Regions from separate parts of the Hordeum vulgare genome. Here region 2 is linked to region 1. The links are chromatin contacts, called in public Hi-C maps. All regions are on one chromosome and are shown on one strand. Each heading gives the region's core, a stretch centred on a gene start, on an enhancer-like site or on the middle of the called end of the contact. The rest is flanking DNA. Distances are from core to core; before and after follow the strand shown. Region 1 has its middle 5.5 kb from the start of LOC123411365. Region 2 overlaps LOC123407901 (DNA-directed RNA polymerase II subunit RPB1-like).

What was found. Hi-C and Micro-C count contacts between places; a contact is called where the count stands out from the background.
Region 2: a contact with region 1 is called in a Hi-C map of leaf, with 5 times the contacts expected there. The contact joins two enhancer-like sites. A contact is called at or near these places in 3 of 6 Hi-C or Micro-C datasets (leaf, seedling and an unstated tissue).

Annotation. Positions count from the first base shown.
Region 1 is chr7H:384,442,440-384,448,803 of MorexV3_pseudomolecules_assembly, forward strand. No RefSeq gene overlaps it. Among protein-coding and RNA genes, the nearest start is that of LOC123411365, 5.5 kb to the left of the region's middle. Within about 2 kb of position 3,337, at least 2 of the 3 cell types and tissues checked have open chromatin away from gene starts, as enhancers often do. A contact at or near this core is called in leaf, where this site is marked.
Region 2 is chr7H:384,826,750-384,833,113 of MorexV3_pseudomolecules_assembly, forward strand. It overlaps LOC123407901 (DNA-directed RNA polymerase II subunit RPB1-like), which reads right to left. Exons shown (of 14, transcript XM_045101142.1): 11 at 3,634-6,364; 12 at 3,467-3,538; 13 at 3,301-3,360; 14 at 2,905-3,214. The coding sequence ends at 3,121. Among protein-coding and RNA genes, the nearest start is that of LOC123407901, 13 kb to the right of the region's middle. Within about 2 kb of position 2,577, at least 3 of the 3 cell types and tissues checked have open chromatin away from gene starts, as enhancers often do. A contact at or near this core is called in leaf, where this site is marked.

The DNA.
Region 1 (6,364 bases), core at 2,087-4,586:
ACATTTCATCCCGCGCTTTCTTCCACCAACCACCACTCCTCTCCCCCCTCGCGCCGCCGGCGGCCGCAGCCCAAGATTCCGGCAACAACAGCCGGCAGGAGCACGCCAGAAGGCCGCCACGCGCACGAGGCCTCCCCTCCCTTCCCCCTGCGTCGGCGGGCCATCGGATTTGCAGATCTGTGGCACTTCATCGTGGGCCGTCGGATTTGGCTTTTTCCGGCCGCCGGTTGCTGCCCCAGGCGATGGAGTGGTCGGGGAGTCTCTCCCGCAGCGCACGCAAGGGCGCATCGCCGCATGCAGGCACGGGTTCGTCCGCCCGCCGCCGCCGAAGGTTTGCGGACATGGACTCGTCCGGCCGTCCACCGGGCTCGGCGTTCGCGCAGTGTCTTTGTGGCCTCCCGATGCCGCTCATAGAATGTGACGACTGCCGGCGCCAAGTGTTGCGGCTCACTTCGGGCACGCCAACGTACCCCGGATGGGTGTTCTACAAATGCAAAAATGACGGGGTACGTGCACTTACGGTAGCTCGTTCCATAGCTCATTCTTTAGTTCAATTGCGGTAGGTCACTTCGAGCTTGCTCATTCTTTTGTGTAGGACGATGGATACTCATTTTAGTTTTGGAAAGACCAATAGATTGATTTGTTGATAGAAAGAAACTTAATAGATGTTAGTGCACTCCTTAGTACAATCGAAGGCAATGATGCGGTTGCATGTGCAACTAGAGGGGAAGCAACGTCTACTTCTTTGGAACCAAAGATGATGAATGAAGAAAGCAAGATCAAGAATCCGCAGATCAACAATGAGTGCATGGAGAAGATATTGCTTCAACTAGTTGGAACAGTTATGAAAGTTGGAAATCTTCTGAAATGCATACTTGTGGTTCTTGTTTTCTTTGATTTTGCTATTCTAGCCAAGATTTGTGATATCTTTTGTATCTAATGTTGTTGCAAAAAGCAAAGAAAAGCATTGTGCTAGATCAATTTAAGTTACAAATCTAAGTTTTACGGGCCGGAAGGAGCTGCGCCAGATCAGAACCCGCAGAAGCCGACCCGTAAAAAAAAGTATATTCCGCGAATATGCTTTTTTACGGATCCATTATGCGGGGTCTGCGTCTGTGCCAGCCCGCGCCGGCCCGCAAAAGCGATTTTGCGTGAACTGCAAACACGTTTTGCGGGCCGACCGGATGCGGGGTCTGCTAGAGTTGCTCTAAGCTCCTTTTCAGAGAAAAAGAAAACTGGCAAAGCAAAACACTTGTGCCAAATCACAAATCTTTCGTGAGAAACTGCAACACGGCAAGTCATGTTGCTGCAGTCAGAGCTTGGACATATTCTAACTCAAAACCATTACACATTTGACTCCTTTACAACGGTGTCAATTCACTCATGCTATCCTATGCTTTGTCAGAGACAATCTTGGATGGAATTCTCTTATCGCGCAGTAATTAGCGCATATGCCTGCTTGTGTGGTAATGCTTCATCTGTGTCAAGATGAACCTCCTAATAAGGCGGATGCATTTATATGGCTCAACTTGTTTCACTTTTCTTCAAGTGGCTGAAACATGGGACAATGCACATGCACCAAAGAATAAAGAGATTCCATTTTGAGTTGTAGTTGTCCTGTTATTTGATGATGAAAATAAATATAATGTGACAGAAGACATGACAGTAAACACAAAAATAATTGTTGAAGCTCAGGATTAATTTTGTCTATTCACAAACATGTTTTAGATGGTTGATTTTAGAATGTCTATAGAACTATGTTGTAATTATTATTGCCAAAAGTGCTTTGGGCGCACGCTATTACTAGTTATTTTCAATGACAGAAGTGTGATCCAAATTCTCCATAGAATTAAAATTTCAATTATAGCCTGCAAGGATGTTGAGGTGCAGCAGATGCACAGAGCGTGCATGATCCCAATAATAGAGTGATTTAATGATGAGGATAAGTCAAACCCAAAGGGAGTTTATTGATTACTTTCCAAAGTAGTGGAACGTTGCAAATGCATGTTACTAGGTTCTCTTCTTCAAGGAATTGCAATACATACATGATGATGGGGATGGGGTCAAAGCATGAAAGGCTAGCCATTTTGCAACAACAAAAATAATTCTGAAATATAATGAAAATAAAATGTCTATGCTGAATAGAACAGCTGGAGAAAGATTGATCCACACAAAAAGAAACATTATGGCGAGTTCAATTATAAACAGAGTGCCCGCTTTATAGTGGAGCTAGAGTCTTGATGTAAAATGGTTGGTGAGAAGATATCGCCGATGGAATCTTATTCAAGAAAACTGTGATTGTTGGGTGGTCCGATGAAAAGGTCAATATGATGAAGCAGATAGACCCCAGCCATCTTAAGTCCAAGTTATATGGTGGTTGAACCTTAGAGCGTGGGGTAGTGTAAAGCATTTCCAGCAAGGCATATGCGAATGCATGGATTTCACAGAAATCCTTGGAGAATTACAATAATTTTTATGTGACTTCCCGACTGTCTACTATAATAAGTTTTGCATGGCTTCGGAGAGGAAGGGGTGATGACGACGGCGCGTCTTCGACTCGCTTCAATGCTTGTAGTCGTCGTTAGATGATCTACGGATTTTGATGTAATTTTTACTATTTCTGATGTTCGTTGTACTATTGAAAGTGAATGATCGAAAGTTTTCCAACAAGAAAAAGCCCCACCTTACAGAAAAAAGAGCCTGCCAAGTAAATGTCATGTTACCATTACAATATTTTCTATAAAGTTCATGTAAGCCCCGCACTCGGGGAATTATTTCAAACTGTTGGCATTCTAAACAGTATCATTGGCACAAGACAATTGAGCATATCAACTCCACACATCCTGTCAAATTGTCAATCCAGCATAAAAACATTGGCATCTACAACAAAAAAATTGTCATTTTCTCTAGAGTTGGCCTATGCTTTAGGATCATGCAGTGGAGCAGAGTAGGAAGAAATGTTGCTCCAGATTAGTAAGCAGCCAATCGGAGGTGCTCATCAAGGCGGACATATCACAACAGGGGCAAGCCAGAGCATACATACACATCAATCCATGCACACCACTTATCCAGATCCAACTAACCTTCCAAAGATCCCAGACAGCATGAGGCCTCATCCACTAATCCCCCATGACAACGATGATTAAATTCATTTCCACCTTATATTCAGGGCGGTTAACCAGTCATCGCTCCCGCCGATGTGTCCATACCACATTGGCTGGCAGGGGTGACGTGTCCGGCATGGCGCGCCACGTGGATCTCGGTCCAGCAGGGTGCTAACACGAGTGAGTGCTGTGGAGACCTTGAGGTTGGACCGAGCTCATGGCCAGCTGCTGAATGGCGGCTGGTTGCTAGTATGCGATGCGCACGCACACCAGCTGCCTCCTGTCCCGGGAGATCGGTTGGGAAATCTGGTGGGTGGTGATGCCAAAGCTGCATCTCACTTTCCCGCCATGTGAGAAGCATATGCACATGTTGATGTGCTGGACCAAATACAAGTCGTAGAGTCTCTTTCCTCTCTCTCACCTCTAAGATGGTGTACAGGAGTGCGTGTATAAGTGCTTGACTTTGTTCACAAGAGAACGTTTGCCGACTTTGCACCTGCTTTGTGTTCAGAAGAGAACATTTACAGACTTTGCCACGGCTTTGTAAACATGGTTGGTTTATTCAACTCTTCTTGCATGGTGACATGTCAGACAAATCATGTTACTTCTATTTTATTATTACTAGCAAAAGGGCCCGTGCGTTGCAACGGGAGAAAAAAATAACATACACTCTTAGTTTACAAAAAAGGTTTATAATTTGAGAATTTGTAGTTACGGCACAAACAAAGATGATTTTACCCTACAAAAGTGCAGTCAAAGATTCTACAGGTCTTTTATTTTAACACGGTTTGCAAGTAGATTTAATACATACGTACAAAAAAACGGGCAAGTGACCTTCAGTTTCATCTCCAATCCAATAATGATTTTTTATTAAGATTGCATCCTAGATAGTATTTTTATTAAATGTTTAACAGATAAAATAACATTGTCTTCAAATTCTACATACTTTTCTAATCAAATTGCATATATAACATGTTAAATTTGGAGATATTGTTTAGAAGATATGGGTATTTTAAAAAACATTTAATATGTACTGCGGGTTTAATGTCAAAAATATCAGGTGTTTTTTCTATAAAATAACATGATGGATTAATAATACCTATTTTTTTATTAATATGTATAGATTAAAGAAACATTTTGAGGGCCTTCCTTTTCTTCGAGCAACTATCTAGCCCAGCCCATGATCCCTCAATCGGTATGCACACGTCCACGTTCAGCAGCAGTTGAGCACAGCTTCGCCTTTGAGAACAAAGCTATGTAGGAGAACTAGAGGAGGGATGGAGCGGCCTTGTAGCGTGGAACAATTCTCATGGAGAGAGAGAGAGAGAGAGAGAGAGGAGCCCTTTGTGCATGATCATATGCAATTGAGGGCTGCCTCCTCACATATGTGCTATGGAGGAAACAGTCCATCCATTAATAGGAGCGCCGCCGGCCGTACCTAGCTGCGCCGCCCCGCGCACATGCCGCTACTGCATGGGTCCTAGTCTCGCTGCGATCTAACCGCTGGCGGAGAGATGACCATGCGTTGGCTGACTCTTGCGCTTAGTGCCTTGTCAGCGATGGTGAATGGATTAGATGTCCAGCCTTCATTGGAATATCGGTTCTCGCTTCTATCGAAGACTACATCAGAAGCGGAGGTCGACCGGGAAGCGAAGGATCTCGTCGTTGAGGTCGCTTCAGATCTGTTGCTTGAAGAGCGGATTGTCTCGCAAGATGATGTACGGAGGCCACCAAAATCCGACGTCCACACAACCCAGGAGTTCTGGAACGAGATCGGGTACCCAACACCTGCATCTCGGTTCTGGGAACGACGATCCATGACACCTTGCGACGAAGGTACGCCCTCTGTTTTCTCTTGCAGGAATGACAGTCCGTCACGGTCTCCGTCTTCACCGGCGGCAGCTGCGATCGAGGCTGCATCGTTTCCATCACAGCGATTGCGCTCACCATGGCTTGGCGAATTAAAGGTCCCAATGGTGCGTATGGGGTGGCGTGGTCGTCTAACCCGACCCCGGATCACACCACCTCCGTGCCTTGGGGATTTCTTCCCTCCGACTACGCGTCCAGTGGCGGTGGCACCAGACAAGGAAGAGAAGGGCGCAGCGGGCACATGCATCACGGCACCCGTCCTTCGGCGCATGCAGACCGGCGACGTTGTTCACGGCAAGGGGACTACATGGTTGGCGATCCGGTTTCCTTGCGAACAGGAGTTGATCGCGGGATTCAAACAACGTGCGGTCCCACAACAACTGCAGGCAGATCAACGGCCTGGATGCACTTGGGCCTTTGCCTAAGCGGGTTGTGGCGCCTGAAAGAATACTCTCGGACTCCTGCGGCGAGACAAACCCCAGGGCTCACGCCATCGCTTCCCCAATCTACGCAGACGTCCGTGAATCCTTCGCCGCTAACGAAACTTTCTGCACACGCAGGCCTGTGTCCTACGTTCGCTGAAGCGCTTCGATCTCGGCCTCCAATGGCAGCCACTCCGCAGCCAATGGGGCAGGGAACCAGCTGCAGTGTCGGTGAATACTCACAACATAAGCCATGGGTAGGCTAAAGATGGTAGGAACCGAAGTGACACCGGAGGGCGCTGGGGGCGAGGTTGGTACAAGCATGGAACGCACAATGTACCCAGATTCAGGGCTCTCCGTAGAGATAATACCCCTAGTCCTGCCGGAGTGTATGATGTATGAGGATGGGATTACAAGTTGCTCCTCGAGCTGTATCGGGGAAGAGGAAGAAGGAGCAACCGGCTCGACTCTGCCTCTTCTATGTGGTTGGTGTGTCTGATAAGTTGACCGACCCTCTGCATGGAGGGGGGCGGGGGGGTTTTATAGACAAACCCACCGGCCTATGATGACCCACAAGTATAGGGGATCAATCGTAGTATTTTCGGTAAGTAAGAGTGTCGAACCCAAGAAGGAGCAGAAGGATCTGACAAGTGGTTTTCAGCAAGGAAAAATCTACAAGCACTGAAATTGTCGGTAACAAGTGATTGTGTGGTGAGATGATTCGTAGCAAACAACAAGTAACAAAAGTAGCAACGGTGCAGCAAGGTGGCCTAATCCATTTTGTAGCAAGGGACAAGCCTGGAAAAAGTCTTATAGGAGGAAAAATGCTTCCGAGGACACACGGGAATTTCTGTCATGCTAGTTTTCATCATGTTCATATGATTCACGTTCGTTACTTTGATAGTTTGATATGTGGGTGGACCGGCGCTTGGGTACTGCCCTTACTTGGACAAGCATCCCACTTATGAT
Region 2 (6,364 bases), core at 1,327-3,826, 380 kb after region 1:
GCTACAACCGGCATCATTTTTTGCTCCAACCGTTCATTAAAAAAGTTGCATCCACGTTCACGTAGATATTTGTTACAACCGGCGTTTAACTTTTGCTACCACGCACCATCAGCTTCGTTTTTTTGCTACGATCACGTAGATTTTTTTTTACTACAAATTTTCTTTTTGTTGCAACCGTTGAAAAAATTACTGCATCGCGTCGAAATTTTGCTGCATCGGGATAAAAATATTGCATGAAGATCTAACAGTGCGGACGCGCGGCGGTTGGTGGATCATGCGTCCGGCGCGTCGACACAGAGCACTGGCCATACTATTAACCTTGCTCTTAGTGGTTAGGTCGTGGTTTACAAGGCTGCCAGCCCCCATCCTTCAGGGCTTCAGGCCATCTTCGCCTCAGGAAAAAGAAAATAGTGCATGCCTATTATCATTGTTGTTCCCTTAATCGCATGACGCCTGCGTCTGCCTCACCGTGTCTGTCGCTAGATCGCCTACCCGACGGCCCCTACGAGGTTACAAACGGCCGACCGACAACCGATCAACACCACACGTCGGGGCACATACGACAATCCCATGTTCAACTGATGCACATGCCCTGTTCCTCCGTTCATCTCTCAGGTATGCTCTTCTCTTGCCCAGATCGAAAAATGTATTGGTAATTCTACGAGATGATTGATTAAGTAACCATATGAAAAATCTATTAGTACTTTCTTCTATCTTTTTTAATGAATTGGATCCCTAAGGGATACGACTCGAAAAAAAAAGTATTTAATGTAGTTACTCATTCAAATTTCAAACTCCAAATGGATTTATAGGACAATTTTTTAAGATAGTTACTTCCATATCAAAGATATTCAATGTAGTTACTCATTCAAATTTCAAGATTTGCTCCTTTTCAATTTTCTGATTTTTTTTTTAGGGAAAAATTTACGCCAAAAATATTACGACCCCACTTTCATCCCATCCTAGGCCCCCAAATTTCTGAAGACGGTCCTGGACTCAAGTTATCAAGCTTAATTATTTAGGAGGATGTTGATTCTCGTACAACTCAGGGATTTAAATTGAAATAAATCTAAAAAAATGCAAGCTTCAATGTCAAATCTGAGATTTGAGCTCTAGTGGGAAGGAAATATCACAGTCCTTCTAACCATCCAACCATGGATTGGTTTGCTGAACAAGACGGTATTATAGACGAACGCGTTTTTATCACACGCACATGCTTAGCTGGCTACAACCCAAGGGGTACAAGTTTTTTTTTTTGAGAAATACCAAGGAAGTGAAGGTTGTGTATCCGATCTATTTTTGCCCTGATTTCGAAGCCCAGAACAGGCCCATGATGATACGTGACGATACCTTCATACTATTTCGATACCTTCATACTATTTTGCAAACGAATCCTACATATATAATTATAATGAACCCACAAACTAGTTAGAGCATCTCTAGTGGATGGTGTATATGAAGGTGGATGGTAAATATACAAGATGCAAACTGAAAAACGCTTTCCAGTGGATCGTGTATACGGGCGTGCAAGTTTTACACGTCCATCCACGAGGCTACTCCTCGTGGAAATAAACACGCCTCGGCCACGCTCGTGGACGGAAACGAGCTGCTCCCGCCATCCTCCCGCCCTGCTCCTGCCATCCTCCCGCCTTCGTCCAGAGGCCATCGAAGCTCGCCGGCGACCACTCCCCTCTGGTAAGCTCTCTCCCTCCCTTCTATTTTCCATTCCCGTCGGTAGAGAGGAGGCGCGGGACGCCGGGCGGCCGACGCACCGCTGGCCAGATCTGGGGACGGCGGCGCGCGCCATGGAGAGGGGAGGGCGGGGAGAGAGGGGCGGGGGGAGGGCGGTGGCGCTGCGTGCGGGGCGGCGCTGCGTGCGGGGCGAGATGCAGGGGCGGGGCGGCGCTGCGTGCGGGGCGAGATGCAGGGGCGGGGCGGCGCTGCGTGCGGGGCGAGATGCAGGGGGCGCGGGCGAGATGCAGGGGCGGGGCGGCGCTGCGTGCGGGGCGAGATGTAGGGCGGGGCTACAATGCGCTGTTAATTGCTGTTAGTTGTCGTTATTGCAGAATTTGCTGTCGGATTGCTGTTAATTGTTGTTAATTGCTGTTATTGCAGAATTTGATGTCCATTGCTGTTAATTGCTGTTATTGCAGAATTTGATGTCCATTGATAGCTGCATTACAAATATAGCCGTTTGAAAATATATTCGTTGAAATATACACGTCCTAATTTACACGTTCCATTGAAAAATTGGAACGTGTATAATTTAACAACGTGTATATAGACGTGTAAATGAAGATATACATGTTCAAATTTACACCATCAACTAGAGATGCTCTTATAACTGGGTAGAGCCAAACGGATAGAAGGAAAGGGTTGTGAGTTCGAATCTTAGTATAGATATAGTCATATAGATATATTCAGTCTTTCCCTGCAAAAAAAAAAAGGGTCTGACAGAGTTATAAAAAGGGGCACACAGAAAAAGTAGCACCGATGATCATTGCTTAGTGCTCAGAATAATGCAAGCGGGAGCAGCACAGCACCTACAAAGCATGTGCTCCACCGTCGGGTCACGTACCCAGCAAGATCACCACACATGTTTGTTTTGCTTTTAGAAGAAGATTACCACATAAGTTAGTCAACGCATGAGAGCCATGCATTCATCTCGTTTATGCAGCGCTGCCGACTGATCTACAGCCATACATTCCACCTCGTTTGTGTGGCGCTGCCGACTGATCTACAGCCATAAATTCCATCTCGTCTATGTGGCGCTGCCGTGTTAGTTTTGTACAACGCCACTGCGTCCATACATTCGCATGCCCCATCCGTTTGGAAGGAGAAAATCCATGCAGACCTTACGTCTACCAAACAAAAGTTGCGTACCACAAAGCAGACAAGTCAGCAAAAGCTCCAATGGAAACATTAGCATAATAATCCGATAGAAAACACAAAATTAAATATCAGCCCAGCCGTAATTAAATATGAGCCCAGCTACGGCCGCCAATCCTAGTGCTGCTATTAGTATCGCAGCTTACAACAAGGCCTGTTCTGGACACACAAGGAAACAAGAGTTGGTAATGTGGCATGGTTCTGCATCAGCCAGCGGTCAGCAGCCATTTTCTAATCAACAGTCTCGTCGTCCTTGTCAGTTGCCTGCGGACCGGTGGACGAAGGGGAGTAGCCCGGTGCAGTCGGGGAGTAGCTTGCGCTGGGGCTGCACGCTCAAAACCGCAATTGTCAGAAGAGCTAATTGCGCACTTTCATCAGGGGTAAATGAGATAAACCTCACGCATTATTTACCTGTAGTTCGGAGATGTCGGGCTGTAATCTGGGCTAGGTCCACCGGAGCTAGTGTGCGGGCTGCAGCACTCACGCAATGAGTTAGGAAACCCATGTATTATTGTTGCAGCAACAGCATTTCTCTAAGTTAAAAACAAGGGGTGATTATCAACAGAAATGGGCTCACCTTGTCGGGCTGTATGACGGGCTTGGTTGTGCATAAGATGGTGAGGTGGGCGAGTAGGTCGGTGAGGTCGGACTGGAGAGGAGAAACGGAGATGTAATCAAAATAGAGCATAGACATGCATGGAGCACAACACCAAAAGGAAAGTAGTCTATCTATCAACAGAATACCTGTAGTTCGGAGAAGTCTGACTGTACGGGCTCATCATCCTTGGGCTGCTCGGAGAATAAGCATGTGAAGGACTGTACTTGGCCGAAGAAGGATTGTAGCTCGGTGAAGTTGGGCTGTAGTTCGGTGAAGTAGGGCTGTAGCTCGGTGACGTCGGGCTGTAACCAGGCGATGTAGGGCTGTATGCAGGCGATGTAGGGCTGTATGAGGGCGAAGTAGGGCTGTATGAGGGGGATGTAGGGCTGTATGAGGGCGACGTCGGGCTGTATGAGGGCGAAGTCGGGCTGTATGAGGGAGATGTAGGGCTGTATGAGGGAGAAGTTGGGCTGTATGATGGAGAAGTAGGGCTGTAAGATGGCGAAGTCGGGCTGTATGCAGGAGATGTCGGGCTGTATGCTGGTGAGGTCGGGCTATAAACCGGAGATGTTGGACTATAGCTCGGCGATGTGGGGCTGTAGCTTGGTGATGTGGGGCTGTAGCTCGGAGACGTGGGGCTGTAGCTCGGTGATGTGGGGCTGTAGCTCGGTGATGTTGGCGAGTATGATGGACTGGTCGGAGAGTATGATGGACTGGTCGGACTGTAGGAAGGGGAGCCAGGCGTATATGATGGAGATGTGGGACTGTAGCTGGGTGATGCAGGGCTGTATGATGGAGAAGTGGGACTGTAACCATGTCCTGGCCCTGGGCTGAACACCGGAGAAGACGGACTGTAACCACCTCCAGAGGATGGGCTGTAGTTCGACGGGACGGGTGAGAATGCCATGCCTCCAACATATGGTGAGAACTGAGCATCTGTAATGGGGGAAGCCCTGAAATTTGGACTCAGCATTGGTGACATCATTCCTCCATCACGGTACGGTGTCGCAGACATGGGCGAACGCGCTGGTGTCATGCCGTAGTCCAGACCTTCAACATAGCTTGGGAGTTGAAGCTCAATGGCTTGCTGCAGCATCTGGTCATTCAGATACAATCCACAACCTCCTGTACCAATAGGAGCAAGCTGGCCAAGCATAATGTTCTCGGTGACACCTCTCAGGTAATCAGATTCCGCATATACAGCAGCATCAAGCAAGATATCCACTGTTTCTTCAAAAGAACACCTCATGAGGGGCCCTGTGTCATTACGATTTATACCATGCCTAGTAATAGCCATCAGGTGACCTCTGTATGTCATCGTATCACAGAGAATGGCCAGATGCCTGTAGTTCACATAAGACCCGTCAAAAGATATGACCACCCTCAGCTCATCCAAGAGAGACCTGCGGACAGCCTCAATCCCAAGAACCTCAATCACTTCAATCAAATGGTTGCTTGTTGTCCTTGTAGAATCAACATCCTCATGACACATAACGGCCAAGAGGTTTACACCTTCTGTATCAAGCATCCACTCGTTATCTGGTTTGAAACCTTCACTTTCATCAAATTTATTAACCTTCCCGTATTTGATGAAGACCTTGTTAATATCTGGAATGCCTCGGAGGGCCATCTCAGTCAACATATTACCCTCAATCTTCTTGAGGAAGACGTCATCCTCAGCAGATTCATCCTGTATTTCTCCTTTTGGAGCTTCGTCATTGGTAATGCGGACACGAAGGATGAGCTTATCTGCATTATCATCATTGAATATGCATGACAAGTCATCATCAAATTCATGATTGATCTTCTCTGCAATATCAGCCATGCTCAATTTCTTATCAACCATCATCTCACGGTTCAGCTCAATACGCAGCAGCCAAGGAGAGATCTTATCCGGGTCAATATCCTCATCAGGCATTTCATAATATGACCTGACAAATTCCACATCCTCTTCAATGATGGTGCCTAGAGGATCAGGATCATACCATATCTCAGTGGCATGGGTCACACTACGTAGTGTGGTGTACTCCAAGGCACACTGGACATTCTTAGCCAATTCTTTCTTCTTGCTCACCTCAGGCTTTAGGAAAACAGATAGAGATGGAGTCTTTATCTTCTTTGCGACATTAATGATCTCTCTTAACCTGGGAACCCCAAGGGTAACATTCTTAGCACTAACACCAGCATAATGGAAAGTATTCAGAGTCATCTGAGTTGCCGGTTCTCCAATGGACTGTGCAGCCACACATCCAATCATTTCACCAGGAGCTACCAAAGACTGGAGGAATCTCGATTCAATCTCACCAATGACCCATTCAAAAGATTCCTTTGTAAGCCTGTATTCTTTCAATACCCTCTTGCTAGCAAATGTGCTACGAAGCAGGATATTGAAGAATAAAGTAGCGTTCTTCTGAGCTTCGATGCTCATGGCATCATCACCAGGGACAACCTTAAGTCTTTCTTGCAGCTTATCTATCGCTTCCACAATTTCCATTGGGTGCATGTCAGAAGGTCTTCTTAAGTCAATCTTGAAAGTCTTCTGAGCATTCCAGATAAGCCGCTTGAGGTTGACAGGCATAGGCCATGTATTGTCGCCAGTTGTGGTAATTTCAGTCCCAAGCTGCAATCTGTCAGCTTCTAATTTCTGAACCTCTGCCTCAAACACATTTCTGAATTCACGAATGGTCTTCAAATCATCAACATGGTCAGGCAACATGTAAGTAGGCCTCCAGTTCTCATCATCAAGTTCATAACGAAATACATTATCAAACTCGGCCTTTTTCATCTTCAGGGAGTCCAATTTCTGTGATTCAATCCAAACAGCATCCATGCCATCTTCTCCATACAAGAATTGAATAACATCACCCAGCGAATTTC